4 separate regions of the Mus musculus genome follow, and all the other regions are linked to region 2. The links are chromatin contacts, called in public HiChIP or PLAC-seq maps. All regions are on one chromosome and are shown on one strand. The core of a region is the stretch at or near the end of the contact, and the rest is flanking DNA. Distances in the headings are between cores, read along the strand shown. Region 1 holds the start of Baalc (brain and acute leukemia, cytoplasmic). Region 2 holds the start of Klf10 (Kruppel-like factor 10). Region 3 has its middle 13 kb from the start of Cthrc1. Region 4 holds the start of Fzd6 (frizzled class receptor 6).

Region 1 (4,982 bases), core at 493-2,992, 630 kb before region 2:
TAGATCAAGCTGTTTCCAGGTAACTGCCATCTCTCCACTATAACACATTCTGTGTCTCAAATATGGAGAGAAGGATTAGGAGACAGACATCTGGACCTTCTCTAGAACACTCAACCTCGTGAACATGGTTCTGTGGACCCCAAACTGCCTTGCACTCTGTCAATGATGACTGGGTCTCCTGAAAGTCAGCTGATGCACAAAGTAGACAATACAAGACCCTTCCATCTCCCTTCCCCAGCTAGCCTTTGGGCTCCATTAGCATTCCACTTAATGAGGTCATTGTGTTGTGGGCCCAGCTATCATGTTTGTCCCTCCTTCCCATTGTTCTTTGTATCGCAGTCTATAAGAGGAGGCCCATCTGTCTGTTCCTTTGGATATTATTTTATTTCCACTATATGTTTAAGAAACCTGAGATTCTGAAAGATTGACTCTACAAGTCTCCTCGGGTAATGAACTTTGGAGACAAATTTGAAACTGGTTTGCTGATCAAAGCCACTGAAAGCAACTTAATGATGTGAAAAGGAATTCCATCGCAAAATTCTTGCAAACGATAAGCTTTGTTACACAGTGAAATGGAATAAAATTGGTCACCTCGGGGTTTAGCTAGTTTTCATTCTTCCCCATGGCATTGTATGCTATTTAAGGTCCATGTACATGTTTACAATGTCTTTGCTGTAACGGAAAAACTTGATCCTTGTCTTCATCTACACAAAACAATGCTTTTGTGATCTATCAACTCAGAAAAAGAAAGTGCTTTGGGAAATAAACTACCATGTAAGGGACTGATCAGAAGAAAAAACAAAAAGAATACCATCACTAGGTAGGAAACTGTGCCCTCGGGATGCAGGAGGCCAGAGCTGGGACAGGTGGGATCAGTGGGTTCTGAACCTTCAAGTAAATGGTGGACTTCAGGGAAGATGAGGAAATTGGAGGAGGAAGGAGAGGAGGAGAGGAAGAGGAAGAAGAAGGAGAGGAGGAGAAGAGGAGGAGGAGGAAGAGACTGCAGAGTCTCCAATTGCTCAGAGCTTTCATTCTGGGCTGCAGCCCTCACTCCCCCAGCCCTACCCCATGGAGGAGCCAGGCACAGCAGGAGAACCTCTGGGAAGTAAGGGATCAAAGGATGCCAGCCTGGTCCAGGACCGCATCCAGCCTTCTTTCAAACAGCAAGCTTTCTGGTGATGCTGGTATGATATTTTACAAGAGTCACCCTTGAAGACCCTTGCACTGACCAGCTGATTAGAGGGTATGAGGTACAATGCCAATTTTGTTTCCTTCCGCTGGCTTTGCTGCCTAACACAAGGAGACTTTTGGACAAAGCTGTGTACCTGAACCAACACACATTTCCTCCAGAGGGCAACTCTCTAGGACTCGTTTCTATAAGTTAAATAAAACTCAACAGCCCACAAGGAAAGGATTAAAATGGCATTTGCAGTAAGTTTTTACATTGAGTGGTGGAAAACCTCGATTCCCGAGGTCCCGAGGTCTTCCTTCCCTGGACACAGTGCTGGTGGTCCCGATTTGTAAGTTCCACCCCTGTTCTCCATCCCCAGTTGATGTTGTAGTTTTGACCCTACCTCTGTGGCCCAGAGGCCATTCTGTTTCTGGGTCAGAGGGCCTGAGCTGAGGTTCTGTGAGTTGGGACATTGGGTCCCACAGTTCATCTTCTTCTCTGGGTTGGCTATTCCACCCGGGGCTGCAGGTCGGAGCACCCCGTTAGAGGACAGTCCGTCTTCCAGCACACCTGGGGAGGCAAGGAGAGAATGGCACCAGAGGCTTGCAAATGGCAGCTGTTACAAGCAATCCCAAGGTGGCAAAGAAAGGGCAGCTAATAGCAAAAGGTGGCCTCAAGTTCCACCTGGTAAAGCTATCTTTTCCTGTAAGAATACGTGTGTTTTTACGTTAAAAATAAGATTTAAAAATAGCTTTGTAGCTTGAAGTTTTCACTTAACACATTGATGGCAACTTTTCCACATTATTAAACACTCGGCCATGTTATTTTTTACACGTCTGCTGGTCGTACGAACAAGCAATCATTTAACCAATGCCCTCTAACTGGATATTTGTTTCCACGTTCTAATGCTAGATGTTACTGGAATAACATTCCTTTTGATTAATAATTTTATTCCTAGTGGTTCTCTGGGATAAATTCCTAGAAGTAAGGTCACTCTCTTGACGGTTACACAAAGATAATTTTTCCTAGTCTCCACCTATTGGACTGAGCAAGTGTGTCTCCCACAACAAATGCCAAGAAACACAGAACTTCAAATAAATGACCTCACTAAAAAGCAAAAGGAGGACAAGATGGGAATTCAGGACACACAACAAGTACCTGATTTGTAGGAGAAAAAGGCCCAGGGATCAAAGAAGGGATCTGCCAAATGAGCGGAGAGAAGCCAGCCAGATGCCACAGGAGTTACGGGCATGAGGGAACAGCCAGAGAGGCCATCCCTTTTCCTCCACCAGCCTAGTCTAGATGGCCGTCCACCATCTGGGACTTGGCTCACAACAGGAAGCTGTACCCAGGGGCCTTGAATTTCACTTGTATGACTCAAATTCAAAAATAAAATGACTAAGAGTGTCAAGACAGTGTTCACTGAGCTTTGAATTTGAGCCAGGCCCTTTCTGAGCCCAGGAGGTCCTGGGCTCATGACTGCAGCTGATTTGCTGAAAGTGACCAGCCAGTCTTTTGTATAGGCTACACTTCTGGGTAACAGAGGGAAATGTAGTTTACTTTGTCCTTTTTCTGTATTTTCACATTTTGGTAAGAAATACAAGCTAGATTCACACAACAGAAACACGGGGTTTGTGGCTGACCTTTTGGGGTACCCTCTTAAGCAATCTAGAAAGGTTACATATGGCAACGATCCCTGGCTGGCCTCATTTTTTTAGCTTGCTATCAGAACATCTCAGCTTATAGGCCAGGCTCGGTAGGCTAGTCGGTAAGCACTTAGCTGATTGTGTGAGTCATAAGTTAAGAATGTAACCAACATGGCTAAAGAGAGGATTGTGAGGAAGAGACAGCTGGTGCTAGGCCATAAATAATGCTTACCCTGTCTGTGTCAGACATCGTTAGAGCCTTTGTGCATGTTGCCCCTTTAACCCTCACAGGAGCCCTGTGAACTAGGAACCATGATCCATGCTCAGTGACTAAAGTAGCCCCTGCATTGATGCTGGGTGCCATCTGCTTATCTGTTGCTTACCACTCTCTTCCTACTCCAGCCTGGGGTGGGGGACTTGCCCTTACTGTAAAGGAGGAGACATTGAAGTCTAATTCTAGACCTGTGCTTTTCTGAGGCTTGGGGTACAAGCAAGTGCTTCCTCCTAGTAAAACTCCCAAGCAGGCTGCTCTCAACCTTAGTGCTTAGGAAACCCATTAATGGTGTCTTAAAATGCAAATCCTGACATCCATTGGCCCAGATTTCTGATTCAGTAGAGACTCAGGAACATGGATTTCTGAAAGTCCCCCTAGATTCTGAGGCAGAGGACTTTAGAGACTGCACAGGATCCTTATATTATGATCATAGATGTAGCTGCTACATACAGATCTCCATCTAACAGATTAATGCTCTTGCTTATTCTGAGGGTTATGGGCAAAATGCTTATCTTTATTTGTCTCACAGTGGATTCTGGAAAAGCATCATAAACTGAGATAAATTTGCCAGCTCCTTAAAATTTGCCTGCCCCTAGAGAGGCAACATCCTAATGTGAACATCTTCCACAAAATTTCCATCCCGGAGACAAACCAAATGACTGACTTTGTCAAAAGCTGGGAAACAGACATGCCGCTGCTTGATAAACTGCGACCAGTGGCTTCTTGCCAAAGCTTCTGGCTATTTTAGAAATGAAGCCGAGTAGGAGGGCAGACTGCAGAAGTTTAAAATGGTAGCTGGCAGCCACATGCAGAACAAGTTTGCTCCTCAACCTCAGCACCTTGCTATCCCTGGTGAAGGTGATCAGAAAGTCTGTCCAAAGTCATAAAGAAATGGCTGCAAGTATTTTCCCTCAATGAACGAAAATCGAAGTGTAAGAGGTTGGTAACATGTTTGAGAAGAATCTCTGATGTTACATCAGAGGGAACCCTGGCTCATGAAGCCCTGTCTAGGCTCAGATCCAGAACACATGCCCAGTGGTAATTTTGTCTGAATTAAGATATAAATTAAATTATTAGTACTCAACCACTTACTGAGAGTTTGTCTTCTAATTTTCAAAATGAACCAGAATAGGATGTCTGACTGACATTTCTTTAGTCTAATGAATAACTGCAGATTGCACTAATGTGTAATAACATATGTGGTCATTTGCACCACTACATTAAATATACTAACAACATATTGAGTAACTCTTGCATTCATGGACAAGGATACCAAAATACTCCAAAAGGAAAAAATAATTTCTCAACAAATGTACTAGAGAGCTACATGCAAAAGAATGGAATGAATCTTCTATCTCACAACCTACACAAAAGATAAATCACAAAGAACCAAAGATCTAAGTGTAAAAGCTAAAACTGTTAAACTTTTCTTTAAAATATAAATGGCAAATATTTATGATATTAAGTCAGGCAATGATTCCTTAGAAATGACCCAAAAGCACAATCAAAAACAGGAAAATCCATAGTTGGATATCATCAAATATAGAGATCATGAAGAAAAGATAATCCATAGGATAAAAGAGGACTTTTGAAAATTATTTCTCTGCTAAAAAAAACTCTTGCAACTGAATAATGAAAAAAATAAATGGCTCAATTAAAGTATGAGGAAAGGATCTAAATAGACATATACACAAAGAAGATATGCACATGGCCAAGAATATCAGAAATACAAGAGGTTACCAAGATGAGTGTGAAAAATCACACTTTTTTTAAAAAAGGAAAAATTGTTGAAAATGTAGAGACTTGGGAATCCCCTGCAACGTTGCTGTGCCTGGGAACGCTCACTCTCTTTCCCTCAGTCAGGCTCACAAAAAGGTAGACACAGACCACG
Region 2 (4,620 bases), core at 995-3,494:
AGACAAAATGGGGGGAGGGGGGTGAAGACAGGCAGACAGAGTACCTTGTAAAACAAACAGTAAGTAGGTGTTTCTGAGGCAAAGCTGTCTAGAGCTGGGGACTAACTAGATCTCACTTAAGTTTTTGAGGGAGGGAGGCAACTGTGGCTAGACTGGCAATGATCACCCCTTAAGACCACAAAGAAAGAGGAGTTTTAGATTTGGCGATATTAGGTCTGAAGTGCCTGGGGAAGGCTTTCTCTGAATCTCCAGGTCACCACTACCCAGTTTCTCCTACCCCTTTCTCTCCTCTTTCCTGCTGTGATCACTCCAAGTCCCAAACGCTCCTTACAACTCAGCCTGCAGAGTGGGTGTGGGGGCACCACGCCAGACACAGGGTTCAGGCTTGGTGGGTCTGGCTGTGACCTCTCCCGGAGGCGGCTCCCTGACAGGAAGGCAGGCAGGCAGGCCTGCCACTGGGCACACACAAGAGCTTCCTGCGCTGCAGCAGGTGCCCAGGCCAGCTGCTCCAGCCCTTCAGACTCAGATCAACAGGATGGGCCAGCCCAAGCGGAAGGAAGCCTGCAGGGAAGGACACTCCTGCAGACAGAAGCAGGGCACCGGGTGGAGAGAGGCAGGAAGAGCTGCCTGGGTTGCTGAGTTGGCGCTCCTCCAGCGGATTCAGAGCAGGCAGTGACAGGAGGCCATTCAGTCATCTTCCCCCACTCCCACCCCCACCCAGGGCTTCTCTGGCCCACGTTATTATCATTACATTTGTTGCTGGCTGGCTTTAGGTATACCAGAAGGAACCATCAGATAGATGTTGGTAGAGCTGGAGGCCTCTAAAACAAATTCCCTCCTTTACCTAGTCTGTGGTGACTGAGAAAGGGCACCTGCTTTAGCCCTTTTAGCCCAGCAGGCTGAAAAAGCCCACAGGAGGGCAGTGACTTTTGTCTCATGATCTGCCTGTCCCAGGGAGAAGATAAAAATCTCTAGTTTGCTTTAAGCCCCGTTATCACTCCCTCCGGCTCCAACAGCTGCCGTGAACCCGCACAAACGGGCGAGGGGGCGGGGCAATAGGGCGCCAACGAGGAGCCAAGAGCTCTCAGACTAGGAGGCTACAGCCTCAGCCGGGCTGCTGCACCCACAAGCTGGCTTCCCTAAGAAGCTCAGCTTGCCCTCAATCCCTGGAGCGGTGGAGGGGGCAGGGACAGGAACTCGATGTTTGACCGGGTCAGGAATCCCACCTGCAAGCATGCTTTCCTCACCCCATCCCCTCAAGCGGTTTCTTGGTAGGGCGTCGGCGAAGACTGTGGTCCCGCGGGTGGGGGAAGTGGAGTCCACCTTGGAAATAGCTCGAACATTGTATTTTAAACTTCAACTACATCAAACTCAAACTCGATTCTGCCACCGAGCGTCGGGTCTGGGGCTCCCTGCCACGCCACTAGCTCTTTGGTACCGGCTTCCCTTAGTCCCCACTCCAACCGCCCAGAAGGACGGGAGGGACGCGCAGAGGCGGGCCCTGCTGCTAGTGCCTGTGCTGCAGATGGGAGGACGAGCCAGCGCCTGCCGCCTTGGGCGTGGGCGGTGAGTGCGAGCAGGTGTCTGTTCCGTGACAGGGCTCCCGCCGCCACCATCTCGCCCTGGTTCTCCCCAGTCCTCCGGCTTAGAGTGACAAAACCCGGCAAATGCTCAGAAATGCCGCTCAGTGGTTCATCCATCCCTTGCTTCCACGCAAGACCCACGAGAACCACGCTGCCAAAGAACGTCTGGTGGCTCGGAGCCGCGCTCGCAGCCTCCGCCTCCGCCTCCTGCTCGGGGTCCCGCCCACTCCCTGGCGGGCCCAGACGCTGTGGGCGCGAAGGGGACTGGGCGGAGCGGGCTTCCCTTCCCACCCCCCACGTGGGGCCGGCTCTCCGCAAAGCCTAGTCGCCGCCACCGCGCCTCCCAGCTATGCCCCGCCGCCGGCGCCGCCCCCGGGCATGGGCGGAGGACTGAAGGCTAGGGTTGGGCGAGGGGCGTCACGGAGTCAGGTGGTCCCCGGAGTTCCCCGGGGCTGGACCGAGGGAACACGGTGCCTCGGGTTGTGTACACGCTCCACTGACAGAGCCTCTTGCAGCCGGGCAGCCGCTGATCACGCGTGGCTCTGCCAGCTCATTGGCTGAGGCCTCACACACCTTTGCCGCTGATTGGTCGACACTAGGCCCCGCCCTCTACCCCGCCCGCGGCGCGGGGCAGGCAGAGCGGCTACCTGCACGGGGAGGGGGGCAGACAGCGCGGAGCGCGGTGGCGTCGACGTCTAGTGTCTCAGTGCTCCCGTCTGTGGCTAACTAAGCAGCCAGCAGCCAGGCAGCTCGCGACCTGCGGCCAGGCAGCCAACCATGCTCAACTTCGGCGCTTCTCTCCAGCAAGCTTCGGTAAGTTACCTGAGGATGCTGGTCCTTTCCTGCCGGTCAGTGTAGGGGAGCCAGCCGGAGCGCGAAGCATGAGCCCCTAAATAAGCCACGCCTGAGAACCCAGGCTGCAGCGGGGTCTTGCAAGGGATTTCCTCCCTGCAGGCTGGAATATCATCGAGGGCATGTGCAAAAAAAAAAAAAAAAAAAAAAAAAAAAAAAAAGGGTCGGAAGAAGCCTGGGACCTGGACCAGGGGAGAGCGATCCTGGGTATCCAGGAGACAAGGAGGACTCTCAGGGAGACCCCAGGAGACGAGTGAGCTGGAGGGGCTGTCTCCCTGGAAGCGCGGTTTAGATGGAGGGGGCGCCCTGCACCTGGCTCTGGCGGGAGATGCCCCTGTCTGCACCAGGAATGCGACCCGGGGTGACAAGGACTACTCACGGTCTGCCTAGCCGAGAGGAGGGCGCCTGCTCTTCGGGGGAGGGGGAAACCCTGCCAGGTGGAGACCGCGGGGCTGGGCTAGCCCGGGGCTGGGGGAGGGGATGGCCGGCTTCGCGCGGGGTATGGAAGGCACGCGGACTCTGCGGCCGCCAGGGGAGCCGCGGCGCCCCCGCAGACGTCGGGAGGGGACTCCCCATCCGAGGCGGAGGCAGGTGGCTGCCTATAGATTACTCTTGGCAGGGGGCAGGGTCCTGCCTTGGAGCCCGACAGCTTGGCGGGGGAGTCGGGACCGCGAGACGCGGGGGCCGCGTGTCGAGGCGGGAACCGTGGGGCCGCGCGCCTGGAGCCCGTGCTGTGGGCGCCGCACGTCTGGGAGCCTGCAGAGACTGCTTGCGGGGGCTCAGGCTGCCGGAAACAGCAGTCGGACGAATGCTGCAGATGCGGGTAGGCTGAGGTCCCGCGGGCCGAGTGGGCGGAGTGCCCCAGGCTCCGGCCGCTCCCCGGAGGCGGCGAGCAGGAGGAGGGCGGCGGTCGGGCTTCCGCGGGGACCCGGCCCCACCTCCCGCAGCCGAGGCGGAGGCCAGGGATGGGCGGCGAACGGGTGCACCCGGGGAGCTTCTCGTCCCCGAGTGACCCAGCCCCGGCCTCCGCCAGGGGCGGGAACGAGGCCCGGCCCTGCTGTCGGTTCCTAAGGGAACCGCGGCTCGGAGGAGGTGGAAGGGGCGGGCGACTCGGGAGCCGACACCGCCCAGCCCTCGCGCCGCCCGGCGCGCACTGGCGAGCGGTTGGCGGCGGCGCCCGCGGCCCCTCCCCGGCCGAGCGGGGGCGGGGGCCCGTGCTCAGGAAGTAGGGGAAAGGTGACGGCGCGGCAATTCCCAGTTCACGTTTCCTGCGCCGCCCGGAGCAGTCGCTGATCACGCTTTGTTCACATGCCTCGCCCCCTCCTCCTCGCGCCCCCACCCTGCCCGCCCAGCCAATCCGGACGCGGGCCGCGGGCCGGCCGGCCAATGGCAGGGGCGGGGCGCGGGGACGTGCGCGCGGCGGGCAGTGTTCCCGGTGACTCACCCGCCAGCCTCATTGAGGTTAGGGCGGCCCCATCGGTCGGTCCCCGCCAGCGAGGATCTCCCCCGCCGGCCTCCCGCGCCCCGCCCCGCCCCGCCCCGCCTCGCTTCTGCCTCCACCCGGCTTCCCTTTCCTGCCTCGCACCAGCTCTTCGCTCCCTCCCGGCTTCCCCTCCCGGCTCACATTCTTCACCCCTGGCTGCCTTTTTTCCCACCCCTCTTTCTTTGAGTTGGTGACTATAGGCTTTTTACACTTACAGTCTTCATCCATTGCAGCTTACATAAAGGCGCGAACGATTATGCAATTACATTGTTAGTGATGTTTCAAGAACCGTGTCTTGTTTTCCCACACTCAGCAGGAAGATAGGCATTTTTAGAAAAGCGTTAAGATTATCATTGCCATTTTATTTATGTATTAGGTTTTTGCTTTGTCTTTATGAGTTCAGGCTGGCCCTGAACTAGTTATATAGCCAGAGTTGGCCTGGAGCCTTATATTCCAGGCTCCCCCACTTTATGAGGCTTTTCATAATTTTTGCAACCTCTACTTTAACCAGAAGAATTTGGAAGTTCTTTTTAAGAGGAAAGTAGAGATGGTTGGTGATTCTTTTGAAATTCAGGTCATGGAACTTTTAATGTGAGACATTAGGTCGAAGGTGTTGCACACAGAGCATGATCGGTTATCAAATCATGTTTTAATTAAATTAAAACCAACTTGTACTCGGGGTTTTTTGTTTGTTTGTTTTTG
Region 3 (4,815 bases), core at 509-3,008, 790 kb before region 2:
GCAGACTCTGGATGTATCTCTAATGAATACATACCTATTGTTAGCTTCCGTTTCCCTTCCTTCTTGAAGAAGAGGCCTGACTGATTTCTTACAGAAACCTATCTACTCCCTCCACTCAGCCTTGCGAGTTAGGGGCACCAGCCTCACCTGCTCTGAAGCTGGGTCCTGATGGGCAGCACCAATCTGGATATACAGCTTTGTTTATAGTCACAAATGGCATGAAACCAACACAGATAAGCCATCCAGAGTAGCTGAAAATATTTTTTTTCTTAGTATCCTGGCATAGATTCTCTCCTTGCTTCACTCATGAAGATTCATGTAACTCAGTCCACATGAAAGCCGATTTAGACTCCTAATTGGACAATGTAAGTGTCCAAAATGGAGTCAGCCTCAAGAATGTAACAAATTAGCCGGATGTGGTAGCGCACACCTTTAATCCTAGCACTTGGGAGGCAGAGGCAAGCGGATCTCTGAGTTTGAGGCCAGCCTGGTCTACAGAGTGATTTCCAGGACAGCCAGGGCTAAAAGAGAAATCCTGTCTTGAAAAACCAACAAAACAAAACAAAGAATGTAACAAATTAATGTAATAAATGTAAATAATATGTAAAATGTAATAAAACCATGTTCTAAGTCACATATGGGATTCTGGGTCAGCTCTTACCCTTGGCAACATGTACCTGTGGAGTTTTTATTTAAGTGAAAAATAAATTTATTTTAAAAATAAGTCTCAATTTGGCCTTTCATTTACTTACTGTAGCTAAAACTTTCTAGGTAATACAGACTCCAGTGCTGATGCTAAATTCTGTCTTTCTTCAACCAACTGTCATGGTGGGCCTATGCTTCTCTGAATATTGTTATAACTTGTATGAAGAGTATCTACTTGGGAACCTTAGTGTGATAACATAATTTCTTCAACATCCCTCTAGTAGCTGAGGGAAAGAGTTGGTCCCACCATAGTATGTTTGTCCTCATTCTTAAGATGGTGCAGAGTGGCAAGCACAGGCAAGAGACACAAATGTTTTCACAGTCAAAGAGATCCATCCACATCCTTGAACAACCTCTGCTTGTTTTCTTTCCCCATCCAGTCATTAGCGCTGTCTTTAAGACAGTGGTAGCGATCTATACTTGTGACCGCTGTTCACTCCAGGTAGTGAGTATTACTGCTTCAAGTTGCAGCCTATAAGAGAACTTTCCCTTCACTCATCCTTTGGGACTATGGTGCTACAGCCTTGGATTCAATCAGCATATCTTTTGTGGGCCAATATGCTAGGTTCATTTTTAAATTTTCCAATCAACTGTTCAGCTGTGCCCTCCCCCCAACCTTGAGCAGGCTGGCTCAGACCTTGTTTGCTACAGTTGCTAGCTCACCTATGGTGGAGTCTTCCAACCTAGGTAAAGTCTATTGTCTGCCACACCTGCAGCTTCCTGCAAAAAGCTACCTGCTGAGCAGCTGAGCTTGTTTTCCTGACTGATCCTGACAAAGACCAGGACCACGTGGGGGATGGGTTCCCCCCTCCTTTATAAGCTCAGACTCATAAGTAAACATTAGGCCTTGATCAGAGAACTTTGTCTTGGCTCCCATCTTTCCTTTCAGGAACCCAGTAACCTGTGGTCACTGGTGGCTACATTCAGCAACACAACATGAGTTTGTCTTGAAGCAATTTGAGCTCAGGAATCTTGTTTGTAACTCTGGACTTCCATGCTGTGTTTCTTAAATCTTTCACAATCTCCTTCCTACACACAGCCTAAGAGACACTGAGGTCATGGTGACAGATTCAGGCCACATGGATCACATGATGTTTCTACCAGAGCTCACTACAGTAAGCCAGAAGCTATCTTTAAAAAACAAACAAACCAGCCATCTTCAGTAAAAAGCATAGTTTTCTTTCAAATACAACAAGTCCAGTCTCTCAATGGCCTCTACAGCCCCATGCTTCATCTGGCCATATATGGAAGAAGACAGGGAGGAAAACAAAAACAAAAACAAACAAACAAACAAAAAACACTAGCAAGACCAAAGCCTCTTATCAGAAAAAAAAACAAGCGCTTCCTAGAAGTTTCCAGGAAAGAATGCATGCCTCGACTGCTGCTTTTTGGATGAGCAAACCTGGTACTTGCTAAAATTGTCACTGAATATATTTCTGTTTGCTATAGTTATTGGGTCTGCTGAATCAAAAGTACCATATGATAATGTTATTTCTGCTGCTGCCTGAATTTGCTTCAGAGCCTTTGGGGCTGGTTCTCCTTCAAAACTAATAGCCATAGAGGTAACTATACATGGGTTAAAGAATCACATTCAGATGTTATAAACTGCCCCTAAAACTCAAGAATGGCTAGAAGTGGTGTGTTGTTATTGGGGTTTATTTTTTTTTTTAGAGTTGTTTATTTGGGGGGTTGTTTTTTGTTTGTTTGTTTGTTGAGACAGGGTTTTTCTGTGTAGCCTTGACTGTCCTAGAACTCAATTGGTAGATCATGCTGGCCTTGAGCTCACAGAGATCTGCCTGCCTCTGCCTCTGTCTCTTTAGTGCTGGGATTAAAGGCTTAAGTTACTATGCCCAGCCTGTCTGTGATGTTGTTGATTTTTTTTAATGATTGCAAAAATGTCTTTCCAACAACCTGTCTTTCCCTCTTAAAGAATACATACCAACATACTTCAAGTTATAACCTCTCAGAAATTTTAGTCAAGTTGTGGGCCCCTGAATTTTTGTGGATATTAGTTCTCTCTTTCACTCTAGTTCACAAAAATCTGTAATATATATATATGCTCTGCCATCGTCTGTTGGGTGTTGGCATTTGTTTGTTCCTAGGAGCTCTATACAGATGAGGGGATGAGTGACTAGGCTGAGGAAGGCGTTCCAAATCAATTATCCCGGAGTGGAAGGACAAGGAATAAGGAGACCCAGGTATTTAGTGTTGCTGCTGAGTTTCTGATCATGGTTTATTTCAGGATACCAATGTGATATTTGTGAATGTGAAGCAGTGGGAGGAGAGATGCCAGCTGCTGTACCACATTACTGGTTGTTATAAAACTTAAACTGTAGGGCTGGAAAGATGGCTCAGTGGTTAAGAGCGCTGGTTGCTTTTCCAGAGGTCCTGAGATCAATTCCTAGAAACCACATGGTAGCTCACTACCATTTATAATGGGATCTAATACTCTCTTCTGGCATGCAGGTGTACATGCAGATAGAGCACTCATGAACATAAAATAAATAAATAAATAAATCTTTAAAAAACAAAACAAATCTTGAAGGAAAATGAGATTTTGTAACTTGTGATTCATGTAAAAGAGTTGTCTATGAGCCCATATGCCAGGGCAGGGCTCTTAACTGTAAAGATGAAAAGGAATGCAAGGACGCAGGCAGGGCTATCTTGTCTGACTCGACACCATCTGGCCGGAACCTCCCCTCTGTCTACTGCCCCTTGACGCCGGGTAAAGTCATACATCAACTGGTCGCTATGTGAACAAAGATAAGCCCCCAGCCCACAGAAACAAAGTCCTGATGCCCTTTTGCTGACATGTAATCTTACTGTTAATGTTTGAATGAGCCAATAATGTGTCACTATGCTGAATTCCACATCCCAAGCCCCTTACCCCATAAAAACCCCTAGCTCTCCGAGCCTCGTGGCCGACATTCGTTATCTCCTGTGTGAGATGCATGTTGGTCCGGAGCTCCGTCATTAAACTGCCTCATGTGATTACAGCAATGGATTCTCGTGTTTCTTTGGGTGCTCTCTCACTCCCGAGACTAGAGTGGGGGACCCCGAAAGGGGGTCTTACAATCTCATCAACATCTCTATAGCATTCCGTCCTTCCCTTCATTAAGTCCTGTCTCTGGTTTGATGTGTTCTCTGTTTTAGGTTCCTTCTGTCCACTAAATTTCCTTAACCTGAAATTTTCTGTCTTGCATTTGCCTATTTTCTTCCTTTGCAATGTGATCCCATCTCAAAGTTTCAATGTTCACACCTTGTTTTCTTTTTACTTCTCAAACAATCTTGCTATACTGTCCAGATTGGCCTTGAACTAGTGTACAACTGGCTGCTTTTCATGTCAATTTGACATGAGCTAGAGTCCTCAGAGAGGAAGGGATTTCATTTGAGAAAATGTTTATTCTTTTGAGTTTCCTCCTGCTTCAGCACAGATAATTAAATTGTGTGCTGTAGACGGTATTTTAAAATGTTGAATAATCAAGCTTTAATTTGTATATTAATAGTATAAGTATTATCAGAGCTTACAATTGCTTAAAATTGTTCATCTCTTAGACTATGAATTCTCAAATTTGCAATTGTTTATACATATACAACTCATAAGAAAAAATGCTGTTCTTTTAAGAAGACTGTTTTTGGACATTTAAGGGGAATGCTGGGTGGGGCAGGAAGATTTGAGTGGGTGGGTGGGGGGAGCACCCTCATAGAAGCAGGGGGATGGAATAGGGGGTTTCTGAAGGGGAGACCTGGAAAGGGGAAAACATTTAAAGTATAAAAATTCCTAAAATACTGTTATATTCCTGTCATATAAACATCCTTATGTCTTCATATATCTCAAGATACAGAACCATGTTATATATATGTGCTAAAATTTCATAAATTGCTAAATGAATAGTTAAAATTTAGATTTATGTTCAATTTCACATATGTTAAGTACTAGGAATTCAACTTCAGTGGCAAAATCTTCAATTTAAAAATAATAAAGTTGCTAGGCATGGTGGTGCACACCTTCAATCTCAGCACATGGGAAATAAAGGTTGACAGATCTCGGAATTTGAGGCCAGCCTGGTCTACAGTGCAGATTTCAAGACAGCCAGGGCTACACAATCA
Region 4 (4,518 bases), core at 1,705-4,204, 710 kb before region 2:
AGCTTTTAAAAAGTACAACAGAAACACCCGTTCTTAAAAAAAATAATGCATGAAACACAAACTAGTTATTACTTCCTTCAGAGCCCTTTAAAACAGCTGATGTGCCATCTGCTCCACAGCTGTTAAGGACACTAAGTGTAAATGTTAGGGATTTCTAAGGTCACTGTCAGCATTCAAACCTAAAATGTATGTAGCTACTATAAAGAGAGGAAACCAGATTAAAATAAAATGCTTTCTGAACCCTTACTAAAGCATGTATTAAAAAACATTATCATCAGAGGCGGCCAGACTGAACAATGTAATTATTGCGTGATGATATCCACTATACACTTATGGGTCTGATTTATCAATGGAAGTCTCCCTGTATTCTTTGTAGAGTGTTCAACAGAACGCCTTGCAGGGCTGAGGATGTAGCTGAGTGGGCGAGACCTTGCAGTATTTGAGAGGCTCAGTGCTCAGTCCTCAGTGCCCCACCCATCTGGTAAAAAAGAGGGGGGTTTTGCACTAGTTGGGAAAAACTACTCAAAGATTAAAACACTATAACTTGTACATCTTTTAAAATTATATCTTAGTATTTAAAAACCACCCAACCCAGACAGGAGTCTGTCTACAAAGAGGTAGTCAGACAACTAACTATTCCAGCAGACAAAGGAAGACCTTCAAAGCTGCAAGATCAAATACAGTTAAGTTTAAAACCCCTCTCTAGATTATATTTCTAGGAGTTTCGTCTCTCAGAGACAACCTGAGGAAAAAACCTTTACTGGCTTCAGCTTTTTTAGGGAAAGATTACAAAACCTATACCCTTGTCTTTTTTTTCTTCATGAAACTTATCAACCCAGCAGATCTGTGTGGCAGGTTCCTGTCTCTACAGGCAGCTCTTTCTTCCCACACCTCCTGGGACATTTTCATATCTCTAAACCAGAGTCAGGTAACTGAGGCGCCTGAGGCGATTGTTAGTGTCACACTGCCCTTCGCCCTACAAGTGGACTTTCTTTTAGCAAGTATCTTATATAAAGAAAACACTTACATGCTATGCCTGAAAGTCACCTTTTAGTAAAACATTCTCTTTAGCGCCAAAACATTCCAATAATTTATTAGCTTTGGGAAAACTAAGTCAAATGAATTTGACAAGTACTTTTAAAAAACATTTAAGTTTCATTTTAGCTCAAGCAATATAGATTATATGTTCAGTCAACCATTAAAAAAATTCAGAATTTGGGGCCGAGCGTGGTAGCGCACACATCCCAGCAGAGGCCGGTGGATCTCTGAGTTTTGAGGCCAGCCTGGTCTAGAGAGTGAGTTCCAGGACAGCCAGGACTACACAGAGAAGAACCCTTATCTTGAAAAATCAAACAAACAAATAAATATTAAAAATTTAAAAATTCAGAAATCACAGTCTTGGAGAAGCAATGACACAAATTCAAAAAAGCAAAATATTTTTATTATCTGTAAGCACCCTTCATTATGAATGCAACCTTTTTATAAGCAAATTAACTAACCGTCCAACTGTAGACAAAATATGACAGCGGGAGGAGGGGAACTTAATGTTCAAAACTACTTTAAAAAATATGATTGGGAAAAAAACTATGTTTAAAGATTAAAAAGTAATAGTTAAGAGAAAAATACTACGTATAAACTAATTTTCAATATAGGCATGAAAATCCACTCACCCCCATTTCCACAGCAGCGATCCCCTGGTCATAATGACCCATCAGGTTAGGGAAGAACGTCATGTTGTAAGTCATTTTCATACATCTGGGAACGGTGATTGGCTCACAGGTGAAAAGGCTGTGTCCTCTTACGAGGGGCAGAAGAATGCACGCCAACAGAAACGGGGACCTTTCCATCTTGCCAGACTCCGATTTTACCACATGGCTTGGATTATTCTTATGCTCCTTTCCGCATCAAAAAGATTCTCAAATCAGAGATAAAATGTACAAATTCCTCATTGCATTCTTTGTACCATTTTGATAGAAGCTGTTTCCTGAAAATGAATTCTGGGGCAACTGCTGTAAAAACAAACCCAAAGTGTGTTATCAGTAACATTCGTCACAAAGTCAAATCCAAGTCAAATGTCATGCTAGGTAACTAATGCTACAAAGAAAGAAAAAAATGTGGAAAATTCCATCCTAGCAAGAGACATATCCACCTGCCCGGGCGCGGATGTATCACTTTGCTAAGGAAGCCTCAATTCTAGGGAACTGCTGATGAAGGGTTATACTGTCTAAAACACCGGGTAAGAGGAGGCACGGCATAAGCAAGTTGGAGCGAGGAAAGGGGTGATGGTGGTTAGAAGAAAGGGGGTCTAGGGGCCCCTTGGCCATCTCACTATATGGGGAAAATGAGGACAAGTGACCCAGACAGAGTTCTTCAACTTTAGCTCTCTCTACAATCGCAGACTTCTGCGGATGTGCCTTTCCTGTTTTCGCAAAGGCGAAAATCAGTCTGCTGGGGTTGAGCGAGGTCCCCCTAGGAAGAGTGGGCCTGGGTGGTGACTCCTTTGCGCTTCTTCACCTCCAGCACTTTCCCCTTCAACGCGCTCACCCCGTGCCCCCTGTACCCCGAATTCCACCCAGCGCAAACCTTCCACGGTCAGCTCATGGGGACTGCGGGAGGCTCCCCTGAGCCCCCGGGGTCCCGCGTCGGGCACCTGTTCCCGGCCTGCAGCCGAGCAGCTCCGTCCCCGGCCTGCGGGGACCCAGAGTCACTTTCCAGGAGTTGCGTGGGACTCCGAGGCGACGCACCTGCGGCTCCGATCCCGGCCGCTGCCCGCCCGCCCCGTCGGGCCGGGGACGCCTCACCTCGGGCGGCAGAGGAAGGTGGCTGTCCCTCGGCGTCGCGCGGCCCCGCCACCCCAGACAGCCGGGGCGAGCTTTCGGTGGGGGGCAGCGTCCGGGCCTCGACCGCCTCCGGGGCCGCAACGGGGAGCGAGAGCTGGGCGATCCCGCGAGACTGCGCCGCCAGGTCGGGCGGGCAGGTTGGGGCTCGCGGCGGCGGGACCGGCCCTGCGCCCCGCCCAGCCCAGCCGGCCGCGGTGCGGGGGCCGCCGAGCTGTCGCCTCCGCTCGCACCGCGGACCCAGGCGTGAGACCCAGGCCGTTGGGGAAGTGCCCTGCAGAGCACACTTTCCGTTCTGGAAGCGAGGAGCCTTAGCCGCGGGGATCTGCTCTGTAGTGAGTGGTAGCTGAGATCAGAGTTAGCGAGGAACTTCCTGAGTTCTTGGCTGAAAAGCCTATTAACTCGGGGAGTCTGGCCACCACCTTGAACGGCAGGTGCCAGCTTCGGCCGGTTCTACAGCTTTACTGCTGCAAAAGCCCCACAGAAAGTTAACTGCTTTAGTCAACGTGGTTTTGAGAACCAGCTCTGCCACCATCACTTCAGATAAATTACCAAAAAGGGGCGTGGGGATGTGTAGAGTCCTCTCTATGTAGACATGATAAATGAATACAAGAATGGTTACTAATTTTTGAGTCCTTTACATTCAATAATGCCTGATATGTAGGACTCTGGTATGAGGTACAAAGGAACTTGTTGGCAAACACAAAGTGTCTTCTCTTCTTTCTTTCTTTCTTTCTTTCTTCTTCTTCTTCTTCTTTTTCTTCTTCTTCTTCTTCTTCTTCTTCTTCTTCTTCTTTCTTCTTCTTTCCTCCTCCTCCTCTTCTTCCTCTTTTCTTCTTCTTCTTGTTCCTAATGGGGATAGAACCCAGGGTCTTGTGCATACTGGTACTAGCATGCCTACTATGTTAAGCTACAGTCCCAGCCTGTAAAATAACTTTTAAATGGAGACTGCTGTTAGCTGAATCACTGTGCTGCTGAAAAATGTCACATTTCAGTACTTGGGACACCACCGAATAACCAGACAAGATTTGAAATCTGGAAACATCAACTAGAGATGAATTTTGGAGAACTCTTTCCCAGCTTTATCAAAAAACTTAGGACAAGCCGGTCATGGTTGCACACATCTTCAGTCCCAGCACTCAGGAGGCAGAAGCAGGCAGACCTTTGAGTTCCCAGACAGCTAGGCTACACAGAGAAACCCTGCCTTGAAAACAAAACTAAACAAAAAAAAGCTTAGGACAACTGTAAAGGACGAGACCATGTTAAAGAAATGTTAATACTAATTGTCTTAATCTTAATATTATTAAAAGTCAGACAGTTTATGTATTGAAAAATGGGTTTCTATGTAAGATGTTTTCTATGTAGAAAATTAACCTTCTACGTGGGAAGAATATTTCTCAGAAAAATGTTAAGTTTCTATATAGAAGGAATATATCTCAGCTGAGTGTGGTGGCACAGGCCTGGAATTGCAGTACTTGAAAGGCCAAGACAGAAGGATCTCAAATTCAAGACCAACCGAGGTTTCAGAGCGAACTGAATGTCAGCCTGGAATACAAAGTGAGAGCTGTTGGTTGAAATACAGAAGAAGAAAAGTATTTGTGAACATTTCTCTGATTAGGCTAGAATACCAGAACCAGGTAGCAGCATTTTAATTTGAAATCCACAAATGAAGTGGAAATTT

What was found. HiChIP or PLAC-seq counts read pairs in DNA pulled down with a chosen protein or histone mark.
Region 1: an H3K27ac HiChIP or PLAC-seq map of extraembryonic endoderm stem cells shows a contact between it and region 2, with 3 times the contacts expected there. The contact joins the promoter of Baalc here to the promoter of Klf10 in region 2. A contact is called at or near these places in 4 of 39 promoter capture datasets (cranial neural crest, hippocampal neurons, liver and 1 more), 7 of 484 Hi-C or Micro-C datasets (the Ba/F3 cell line, the N1E-115 cell line, brown adipocytes and 4 more), 3 of 115 datasets of contacts at active chromatin or transcription factors (acute myeloid leukemia, extraembryonic endoderm stem cells and large pre-B cells) and 1 of 9 other capture datasets (embryonic stem cells).
Region 3: an H3K27ac HiChIP or PLAC-seq map of embryonic stem cells shows a contact between it and region 2, with 6 times the contacts expected there. The contact joins the enhancer-like site here to the promoter of Klf10 in region 2. A contact is called at or near these places in 2 of 484 Hi-C or Micro-C datasets (LSK cells and myocytes), 4 of 115 datasets of contacts at active chromatin or transcription factors (astrocytes, bone marrow-derived macrophages, embryonic stem cells and 1 more) and 1 of 9 other capture datasets (embryonic stem cells).
Region 4: an H3K4me3 HiChIP or PLAC-seq map of craniofacial prominence shows a contact between it and region 2, with 4 times the contacts expected there. The contact joins the promoter of Fzd6 here to the promoter of Klf10 in region 2. A contact is called at or near these places in 1 of 484 Hi-C or Micro-C datasets (embryonic stem cells) and 2 of 115 datasets of contacts at active chromatin or transcription factors (craniofacial prominence and embryonic stem cells).

What each region holds. Positions count from the first base shown.
Region 1 is chr15:38,930,669-38,935,650 of GRCm38.p6, reverse strand. Baalc (brain and acute leukemia, cytoplasmic) reads right to left here and starts at 1,742. Exons shown (of 2, transcript NM_080640.6): 1 at 1,575-1,742. The coding sequence starts at 1,742.
Region 2 is chr15:38,298,335-38,302,954 of GRCm38.p6, reverse strand. It overlaps Klf10 (Kruppel-like factor 10), which reads left to right and starts at 2,244. Exons shown (of 4, transcript NM_013692.3): 1 at 2,244-2,396. The coding sequence starts at 2,361. Gm35248 (a long non-coding RNA gene) reads right to left here and starts at 4,208. Exons shown (of 3, transcript XR_001781645.2): 1 at 4,134-4,208.
Region 3 is chr15:39,087,139-39,091,953 of GRCm38.p6, reverse strand. It overlaps a transcript of Slc25a32 not described here. Among named protein-coding and RNA genes, the nearest start is that of Cthrc1, 13 kb to the right of the region's middle. Within about 2 kb of position 1,758, at least 30 of the 459 cell types and tissues checked have an H3K27ac peak or open chromatin away from gene starts, as enhancers often do. A contact at or near this core is called in bone marrow-derived macrophages and embryonic stem cells, where this site is marked.
Region 4 is chr15:39,004,716-39,009,233 of GRCm38.p6, reverse strand. It overlaps Fzd6 (frizzled class receptor 6), which reads right to left and starts at 2,954. Exons shown (of 7, transcript NM_001162494.1): 1 at 2,802-2,954; 2 at 1,671-2,009. The coding sequence starts at 1,847. It overlaps Gm26704 (a long non-coding RNA gene), which reads left to right and starts at 2,165. Exons shown (of 2, transcript XR_875317.3): 1 at 2,165-3,172.